2 separate regions of the Mus musculus genome follow, and region 2 is linked to region 1. A link is a contact called in public promoter capture Hi-C data. All regions are on one chromosome and are shown on one strand. Each heading gives the region's core, a stretch centred on a gene start, on an enhancer-like site or on the middle of the called end of the contact. The rest is flanking DNA. Distances are from core to core; before and after follow the strand shown.

What was found. Capture Hi-C pulls out chosen DNA fragments and counts their contacts.
Region 2: a contact with region 1 is called in a promoter capture Hi-C map of liver, with 3 times the contacts expected there. The contact joins the promoter of Pnkd here to the promoter of Abcb6 in region 1. A contact is called at or near these places in 2 of 39 promoter capture datasets (the HPC-7 cell line and pre-B cells) and 2 of 9 other capture datasets (adipose tissue and liver).

What each region holds. Positions count from the first base shown.
Region 1 is chr1:75,177,705-75,182,237 of GRCm38.p6, reverse strand. Abcb6 (ATP-binding cassette, sub-family B (MDR/TAP), member 6) reads left to right here and starts at 1,846. Exons shown (of 19, transcript NM_023732.3): 1 at 1,846-2,668; 2 at 3,170-3,307; 3 at 4,136-4,316; 4 at 4,472-4,533. The coding sequence starts at 2,120. It overlaps Atg9a (autophagy related 9A), which reads left to right. Exons shown (of 16, transcript NM_001288612.1): 16 at 307-1,377. The coding sequence ends at 312.
Region 2 is chr1:74,282,688-74,287,220 of GRCm38.p6, reverse strand. Pnkd (paroxysmal nonkinesiogenic dyskinesia) reads right to left here and starts at 2,187. Exons shown (of 10, transcript NM_001039509.1): 1 at 2,084-2,187; 2 at 1,211-1,379. The coding sequence starts at 2,150. Aamp (angio-associated migratory protein) reads left to right here and starts at 2,483. Exons shown (of 11, transcript NM_146110.3): 1 at 2,483-2,718; 2 at 3,180-3,335; 3 at 4,008-4,127. The coding sequence starts at 2,598. It overlaps Gm28364 (predicted gene 28364), which reads right to left. Exons shown (of 2, transcript NR_168296.1): 2 at 4,507-4,533.

The DNA.
Region 1 (4,533 bases), core at 597-3,096:
GGAACTCACTTTGTAGACCAGGCTGGCCTTGAACTCAGAAATCCACCTGCTTCTGCCTACTGAGGGCTGGGATTAAAGGCGTGAGCCACCACAGCCGGCTGATTCAGACTTCGATGCAGACAAAACACTCATGCACAAATACATTTTTGAAAAGCAAAAAACCCACTTTCTTCTTTTTACTGCTCTGAAGTTCAAGACTTAACTTCCCTAGCTTCCAGCGTTTTCTTTCCTTTATTTCTAGATTCCTCTGGGGCAAGACGATAGCTGAAGACTATCTGTACTACCGGTCTTTCCTTTCCTCCACAGGTATAGGCAAGGCGGTAGCTGGTTCCCATGCTCCAGGATGGAGGTGGCAGCTGCCCTGCCATCCCTTCTGTCTGCCATGAGAGGGACTCTCTGAGTGTCGCCTGGCCCCACGTGTGGTGTTTTGTGTGTTCCTGCCTGGCCAAGGGAGGTGCCAATGCTGGGCTTACCATAGTCCAGGAAGAATATGAGGACTAGGGGCACACAAGAGTCTAGCTTCGTCTCCAGGACTCCCTTGGCTCAGAGTGTGGTGCTAGAAACTGGTCCCCAGCCCAGTCCCAGTACTGCCATCTTTGCATCCACCCCTGCAAGTCTCCAGAGGGCTTCCTGCCACAGAAGTGCTGCCAAGCAGAAGAACCTGTGCCAACTGTGGAGTGGGGAGGCAGGGCCTGAACCCTCAATCCCTGCAGCCTAGCCTCCCCACCCTCCAGAACCTGGAATAGCTGAGCAGCTCAGGCTGTGGCCCTTACCTCCAGTCCTCACCTCAACCTGCGCTGCAGCCTCCCTCCCCCCTGCACATCACTGGCATGTGTGCTGCTTGACCACCCCCCCTTCTGTTCACCTGCCCCCCTTCTGTTTGGCTTTGGCTTTTTGTTGGGGTGAGAGCCCTAGCTCCCAGCTCCCCTCACTATCTTTTGACACTAAGATGGAAGGTTACTAAGTTGCAGGAACAGGATGAAAATTCTTTATTACCCTCTTCAACTTTTAGGACGAGCACTTGGGAGTGTGAGGCCTTCCTGGCTGCTTCTATGTAGTCCTACCACCTGCACAGAGGGGCTGGCAGGGCAGAAGTGTGACCTCAGTTATATATACATCCCAGCTCTGCCCAGTATCCCTCACTTACCAAGAGGAGAATGGAGGGATAATGGACTCACCCTAGCCTAGGGCTTCGACATTGCATGCTGGGATCCAGCTCCTACCCTTCCTGCACTCCCTTCCCCAGTTCTGCTCAGCTCAGCTGTGGGAGGTAAACTTAAGCTGAAGGTGGCGGACTCTACTGTCGCAGGCCACAGCAGACAGGGTGGGAGCCCTGTACAGCTTGATAACCCTTAATAAAGAAGGGACTTTGATCTGGTTGTGGCATCTTTTTTTTTCCCCCACGCAGCAGTTTGGGGGGGGGGGGGGGGGTCTTAGGACTGTAAAAGAGTCCTGGCCGGGAGGCTTGGGAAACAAGTACGCCTGCAGGACCACGGGAACAGAACTAGGACTCAGAGAAGAGCTGTTTCTAGTGTGCTTCAGTAGCTTGATAATGTGTGAAGCCCTGAGTTCGTTCTTTAGCACTATAATAGAGGGAACTGAAGCAGGTTAGAGACCAGGGAGGCCTCGGTGTAATGCCTTTATAAAGGGCGGGGGTGGAGGGTGGGGAGTGCAAATTCGGACGCACTACTCTGTGGAGGTCAAAGTCTCCAGTCAGATTCAGGTTAGAGTTCCCGCCTTGGACATGTGACCCAGTCGGTTCTCAGCCCTATTTGTGTTCCTTACCCTTGGCCAATGGGAACCCTGGATAGATCTGGTGGGCGGGGCCGCTGCCGTAAAGGACCCAACATTTTTGTGCGGCGGCTCCGAGCCTTAGGGTCCCAGCTGCTAGCGAGTGGGAACCGGCAAGCACGGCGTACGTGGCTTGCGTGAGTATGCGTGGTAGCGGCGCGTGCGTGAAGAGAGTGGGCAGTGTAGCAGGTCCACGTGCGTCCCTTCCCGCGACCCAAGCGGCGTAGCTCCATGTCCCAGGACACCCTGGCATCTGCGGCCCTCTCTGAAGGGTCAGCCCGACTCTTTGTGCAGTGACCTCAAGTTCAGCCAGCAGCCACACATCGCCATGGTGACTGTGGGCAACTACTGCGAGACCGAAGGGCCGGCGGGGCCCGCTTGGACTCAGAATGGCTTGAGTCCCTGCTTCTTCTTCACGCTAGTGCCCTCGACACTCCTGACTCTGGGGGTACTGGCCTTGGTGCTGGTTCTTCCCCGCAGGCGTCGGGAGGTGCCTGCTGGCCCAGAAGAGCTGTCTTGGGCGGCTGGCCCTCGGGTGGCCCCATATGTGCTGCAGCTGTTTCTGGCCACACTTCAGATGGCACTGCCCCTGGCTGGTCTGGCTGGCCGAGTGGGCACTGCTCGGGGGGTCCGTCTGCCAGGCTACCTACTGCTGGCTTCTGTGCTGGAGAGTCTGGCCAGCGTCTGTGGCTTGTGGCTGCTCGTGGTGGAACGGAGCCAGGCACGGCAGAGTCTGGCAATGGGCGTCTGGATGAAGTTCAGGCATAGCTTGGGTCTCCTGCTCCTCTGGACTGTGACATTTGCAGCCGAGAACTTGGCCCTAGTATCTTGGAACAGCCCGCAGTGGTGGTGGGCCAGAGCAGATCTGGGCCAGCAGGTAAGGAGCCTTATGGGAAGGAGATACACTGATATTTGACAAGTACTGTGTCAGGACCAACTGGCTCCATGCTTTAGAAAAAAGAATGGAGTGTCTGGCGGTGGCTGGAAGCTGATAGCCAGCTGGTGGGGTTACCCAGCATTGGATGGGGTGTGTCTGTGCTGAGTCATTGTGGGTTTTTTTTTTTTAATTAAAAAAAAAAAAACCTGTTGCTAGGCTCCTGGTAAGCATCTGAGTGTTGTAAGAAGTAATACAATAGGTTTGGGTAGTGGTTCACACCTGTTCTGTCATTGTTTTATTTTTCTGGTTTTTCTTTCTTTTTTTCAAGGTTTATTTATTTTATGTATATGACTACACAGTAGCTGTTTTCAGACACAACAGAAGAGGTCATCAGATGGCATTACAAATGGTTGTGGGAATTGAACTTAGGACCTCTGGAAGAGCAGTCAGTGCTCTTGACCGCTGAGCCATCTCTCCAGCCCCTTCTCTCTTTCATTCTAGGTTCAATTTGGCCTGTGGGTCCTGCGTTATGTGACCTCTGGAGGGCTATTTATCTTGGGGCTCTGGGCCCCAGGACTTCGCCCCCAGTCTTATACTCTACACGTTCATGAAGAAGACCAAGATGTAGGAGGGAACCAGGTATGCCAAGTGTATACACTCCTTTAACCCCAGAGGCAGGCAGATCTCTGTTGAGGTCAAAGCCAGCCTGGTATACAAAGTGAGTTTCAGGACAGCTGAGGCTGTTACACAGAGAAAGCCTCTCTCAAAAACAAAACAACAGAACCAGGTATCCCTAGTTTTCTCAGTCAAGAGTATCTTTTGTGCAGTAGCTTTGTGCAGAACCCAGTACTTTGTGAACATTAAACATGTGTCCACCACCGAGCTACTTCCCAAGCCCCTCTGAATGCTGGGATTTATTATAATTTTGTTCCGTGTCATCATCTCTGAATGAAATGGGTGCAGCAAAGAAACTGAAATAGCCACTCCATAGGTGAAAAGGAGATTTATTTCAAACTACTAAAGCAGTCTCTCGGGGAAAGCAGAGAGAGGCATGGGGGAGAGGGTGTCCCTGGTTATATGTGACTGGGTACCTGGGAGGAAGGGAGCTTTTGAGTAGGGACTGGGAACAATGAACTTGAAAGGCTATTAGGCATCATAGTCGTGGTAATGGAAGAACCACGCGTCCCTTTTTCCCAGAGACTGACCCCTTTAAGCTTTTGAAGGAATGCTGGCTTTTGTCTCAATACCAGACTTTGGGGAAAGAAATTTCTTGGGGGACCCGATAATCCCATCTCTCGAGGTGAATCAGTTCTCATCCCAAAGTTCAGCTTGCGATCCAGTGGCTTTCCTAACTCTGAGAGGGGTCACGTGTGAGCCTTAGGGGTCACGTGTGAACTGTGGTCCTGTATATCATTCCGTGCGGATACCTGGGCAAATAAGCTCCCCTCCTGTGTGACATCCTTCTAGGGCCGCTCAACAGACCGACGATCCACCTGGAGAGACCTTGGCCGGAAGCTTCGACTGCTGAGTAGCTACTTGTGGCCTCGGGGAAGTCCATCACTACAGCTGATAGTGCTCATATGCCTGGGACTCATGGGGTTGGAACGAGCACTCAATGTGTTGGTCCCCATCTTCTATAGGGACATTGGTGAGGGGGTGGAAGGGTATGCTTGGCTTAGTGGCTGGGTTGGCCCTTACCTAGGGAGGTTACACAAAAATGGGAGGTAGGTGGTCAGAGCCTGGAGCAGTTTTGTCTTAGAGTCCTGGTTGTTGATGGTGGACCCTGATACCTTTAATCCACAGTGAACTTACTGACTGCGAAGGCTCCTTGGAGCTCCCTGGCCTGGACCGTTACCACCTATGTC
Region 2 (4,533 bases), core at 938-3,437, 900 kb after region 1:
TGGCTCTCATACTCGCCCGTGTTGGACACCCGCATGTTCTGACGAGCTTTCATCTGCTTCAATCGGTCCTTGTCCACTTCCTGCTTGGTGAGGACGAAGAAGAGGATACCACAGGGGAAGCCGATGGCCCTAGGGATGGGGAGATGTGTACCGGGTTTGGGCAGGGACTGGCACTGAGCCAGAGGAGCTAGAAGAATCAGGCCAGCTTTGTCACTTGTACAAATGCTGTGGTGAGACATCTTACGTCTACCTGTCCTTTGTGCTGAGTGCTGGAGGGACCCCACAAACCAGAGCCTCCTGCTGCTGCCTGCTTTAGACAACCGTAATAGTGCTCTATTACATCCTAGCCAACTCCAAACTCCTAGGCATAGTACTCAAAGCCCAGTGTGGTCCTACCTACCTCTTCATTTCTCCTCTGACGGCTGATATTCATGAGTCTCTTCACTTGTGTTGAATGCTTCTGTGTGATAGCCTAAGTAGCCCAGGCTTGCTCTGAGTTAGCAAAGGACCTCCCTGCATACACTGTCTCATGTCCCGTGCCAGACCTCTTTATTTTTCTTTATGGTGTTAAGCTTGTGCACAACCACTAAGGTACATCGACCAACTCTCAGTCTTAGCAGCTACAACTGAAAGAGGGCATTGGTAAGGGCCAAAGAACAGGAAGCCACAAGAGCTGGTGACAATCACAGCTGGGAGCCTCTGTTCCCTCCTTGGAGGGATGGAAATGCAAGGTTTACCTCAGAAAGCTTCAAACGTTATATGGCAAAGTATTGTCATACCTCAGACATTGGATGGAAAAAAATGTTAATTTCCCTTCCTTTTACTTTAGTGAGTGATAATCAGTAATATGTATTAAGGCCAGAATCAGATCCACAGAATTCACAGAAACACGTCTAGCTTCTACACAACGCAATCTGACACTTAATTACTGGGATTGGAATGTGACCCCTGCTCCCAAAGGGAAGGATGAATCCAGTGACTCAAATTCAAATCAGATCAGCTCAATTTGCTCCACAGAAAAGCCACTATCCCCCAATTTTACATATTTTTCCACCCTAGCCCCCCCCCCCCTTCTGAGAGTCCATCCCTTGACTCCAGCAATTTCCTTCCCTTGGATTCAGCTCTCCACCCGCATTTCAGAGAAGTTTCTAGGTCCCCACACCTTTCAATGCACTCCCCACTGGTAGGCAAAGGGAGCAGTTAAACTCACCAGGCTAGCCCCACGGCTTTCATGGGGTTCTTGCCCCTCTTTCTGGGAATGTATTCTAGCTCAGGGGAGAGGGGCTCGGGCTCCTCCTTGCATTCTGGTGAGCTGTGGCTCTGCAGTGCTCTGGTCCTGTTCTGGGAAGCCTTGTTAGCTGTGGCTCCAGAGAGGATCCCTGTGAATGAAAGTATGGCATGTCAGTATGGGAGATGAGGAAGGGGAGTGACTGCAGTCTGGAGTAACAAGTGCAGTGAAGAATCTAAAGAGAAATGGGAAAATCGCCATCGGGTGACACCTTTGGAAGGCTACTTAAACGTCACTGCGGGCTCCTCACCCTGGTGCCAAGGCAGTGAGCTTCGCTGCTGTTCTATTCAGAAGTCAGGCTGGGAAGGACTGCAGAGGAACTCACCGGAGACATACGTATGAAGGAAATCCGGGGAACTGTTTTAAAACTGCAGGACCTTAAGCTATCCTTAAGGATAACTAACTCCATCCCGTCGAAGAGGAAGCTGAAGCCCGAAGACGAGCTGCTTCGCACAAGGTCAAACCGCTAATTACTCAGTGCTAGAACTCAAGCCTCCAGATGCCCAGGGCTCTTTCCTCTGCACTGCGGTGAGTGTGAAACCCCTGGGGCGCGGGAGTCTAAAGGTTTCTTTGGTACCCTCTCTAGCAATAAGACCCTAGACACGCCGCGCAACCTAAACGCAGGAGTTGGACTGGGTGACCTCTAGAGCATCTTTTCACCCCCAGACTCTCTAAGATCTTGCAGAGAGGTGTGGGCAGCAATTGGCATGCTGACTTCCTGCTGTCGCGCTGGGTGGGATATAAAGGAAACGGAATCTTTTAAAACCCTGCCCTCCCGAGGGTCCCTCTCCTTACCCCGGAGGACGCGGGCATTTCTCGCCCCCCGGCCCTTCAGCGCCGTAGCAGCTACCACCGCCGCCATGTTCGGGTCCCACCCCCCTTCACTGCGCTCCCCGTCGGGAATTGTAGTTTGCGTAAGGGGCCTCCCCCGCGCCTTCCGTCCTGCCTACAGAGCAAAAACTACATTTCCCAGAAGTCCGCGTAGCGGGCCCCGGAGAACTACTCCTCCCAGGAGACCCTGGAGGCGCGCACGCTCGCTTGTTTCCCTTCAGCTGGGGGCGGAGTCATGTAAGGTGGAGCTTGGGCTCTCCCGCCACGCCCCGGCCTGGTCATCCTAGTTCTGCCTTATGATTGGCGGCTCTGTTAGTCCACCACTGTCGCCATTGGCCCGGATGCCGTCGCTCTTTCGGCCGGGAGTCACCTACGCCTACTTCCTCCCGGGAGGAGGGGCTCGAGTTCCGCGTCGTCGCGCAGAGCTGACTCTGGGAGGCGTTTGGGCCCAGAGAAGTGGATCGGTAGCTTTCGCCGCATGGAGTCCGAATCGGAGAGCGGAGCGGCCGCTGACACCCCGCCTCTGGAGACTCTGAGCTTTCACGGAGATGAAGAGATCATTGAGGTGGTAGAGCTGGATCCAGGCCCGCCGGACCCGGGTGAGAACTGACGCTCCTGAGGCCACGGGACAAGAGGCGCTCACCCCTGGCCTCTGACCCCTGCTTCTCCCCAGTCCCCCCTCCCCCCTTCCCTACCGGTCGTTCCTACCGACATTTCTCTCCCAGACCTCCTCCCCTACCCCCCACCTTTAGTTTCTAGGCCTGGCTGGGTGGGGGTTCCCTGACGCCTCCCCTAGCCCTTCCCCTCACACACCCCCTTCCCATCATGCCCTCTGTCCTCTCTTCCCACACGGTCGCTGGCCAACACCAGATCTTCAGACCTAGCCTCTCTCCCCCTCCCCGCCCCCCAAGTGCTCTCTTCCTGCTCGGTACGTGTGAGACAACATCTTAACCTTTGGCCACACGACCCACCCTAGCTTCACCTTTTTCATTCTTTAACCCTTACCCCATTCCTTGTATTATCTTTGGAGCTCCATCTTTTAACGCTTCTCTCAAAGCAGATGATCTGGCCCAGGAGATGGAAGACGTGGACTTTGAGGAAGAGGAAGAAGAAGAAGAGGGCAATGACGAGGGCTGGGTCTTGGAACCCCAGGAAGGGGTGGTCGGTAGCATGGAGGGCCCGGATGATAGTGAGGTCACCTTTGCATTGCACTCAGGTAGGCCTTTGAACATCTCAGATCAGTGCAGATGGGCTTTTGAGTATGGCCTGTTGGTCCTAGGCAGCTATTATAAGAGACCAAAGTGAAAGCCACCTACTTTGGCCTGCAGGATATTCAAAGGAAGGGCCATAGGGCACTGGGGTTAAGTGTGACCCCTGGGTTCAAATCCTACCTCTGCTGTTTAGCAGTCTGTCAGCTTTGTTAGCTTTCTGGATCTTGGTATTCTTTAAAATATATATATATATATATATATATATAAAATCTTGTATGAAAGTGAATGGAAGTAACCTAAGTGGAAATTAAAGGTAGTTTACATTCCAGAAGGGGCATTAATAATAATCTCGGATGCCAGCCTCATGAAACTCTCATAACTTAATTCATACCTAGCCTGGTATGGCCTGTCCTGTCAGCTGTGCACCTCAGAGAACGTGGTAAGGGGAACAGCACAGCAGGGGGCTATGCTCCAGAGGAGGTCACAGCTCTGTGGGCTCTGGAAGGGTTTCTCTAACAACCTGAGGCTCCAGACAAGAACTGGATGCAGCTGTCCCAGGAAAGAGCAGCTATGGCTTTGGGGAAAAAGGGAGTGTGCTTCCTGAAGGTTCTGAAAGACAGAGCTCTAGGTGAGAACCCGGTTCCATCCCCATTCTCATGGACTATGTCTTGGGACAGCGTCTGTGTTCTGTGTGAGCCTGGACCCCAAAACCAACACCTTGGCAGTGACAGGGGGCGAAGACGACAAGGCCTTCGTGTGGAGGCTCGGTGATGGAGAGCTGCTCTTTGAGTGTGCAGGTGAGAGGCTGGGGAGGTTGTGTTCCTTTGGATGTCCTGGCAGGGGGCCCCTGAGAATACCCAGCTGCCGTTTACCAGCCTCTGTCTTGTGCCGGATTCAGGGACCCACAATGGAAGAACTGTTTGGCAGGCATTTGGACAGGACATGCTAATAGGCCAAGAGAGGCTGGCTGAGATGAGCATGGTGCTGGGGTAGGAGTAGACAGAGGCACAGAGAAGATAGGCTCTGGTTGCTTAACAGTGGGGCCAGTAGTATCTGTTCTTGGGAAACGGGAGTGCTAGTCCCTGGAGCTGCAGCAAGTTTGGCCCCCTTCTTTGCTGAGGTCCTCCTACTTTCTTTTCTGCTCAGTTGCCTTTAAACAGTGACTAGATGCATGGGTCACTTGTCCCCAACATTTAGGTATTT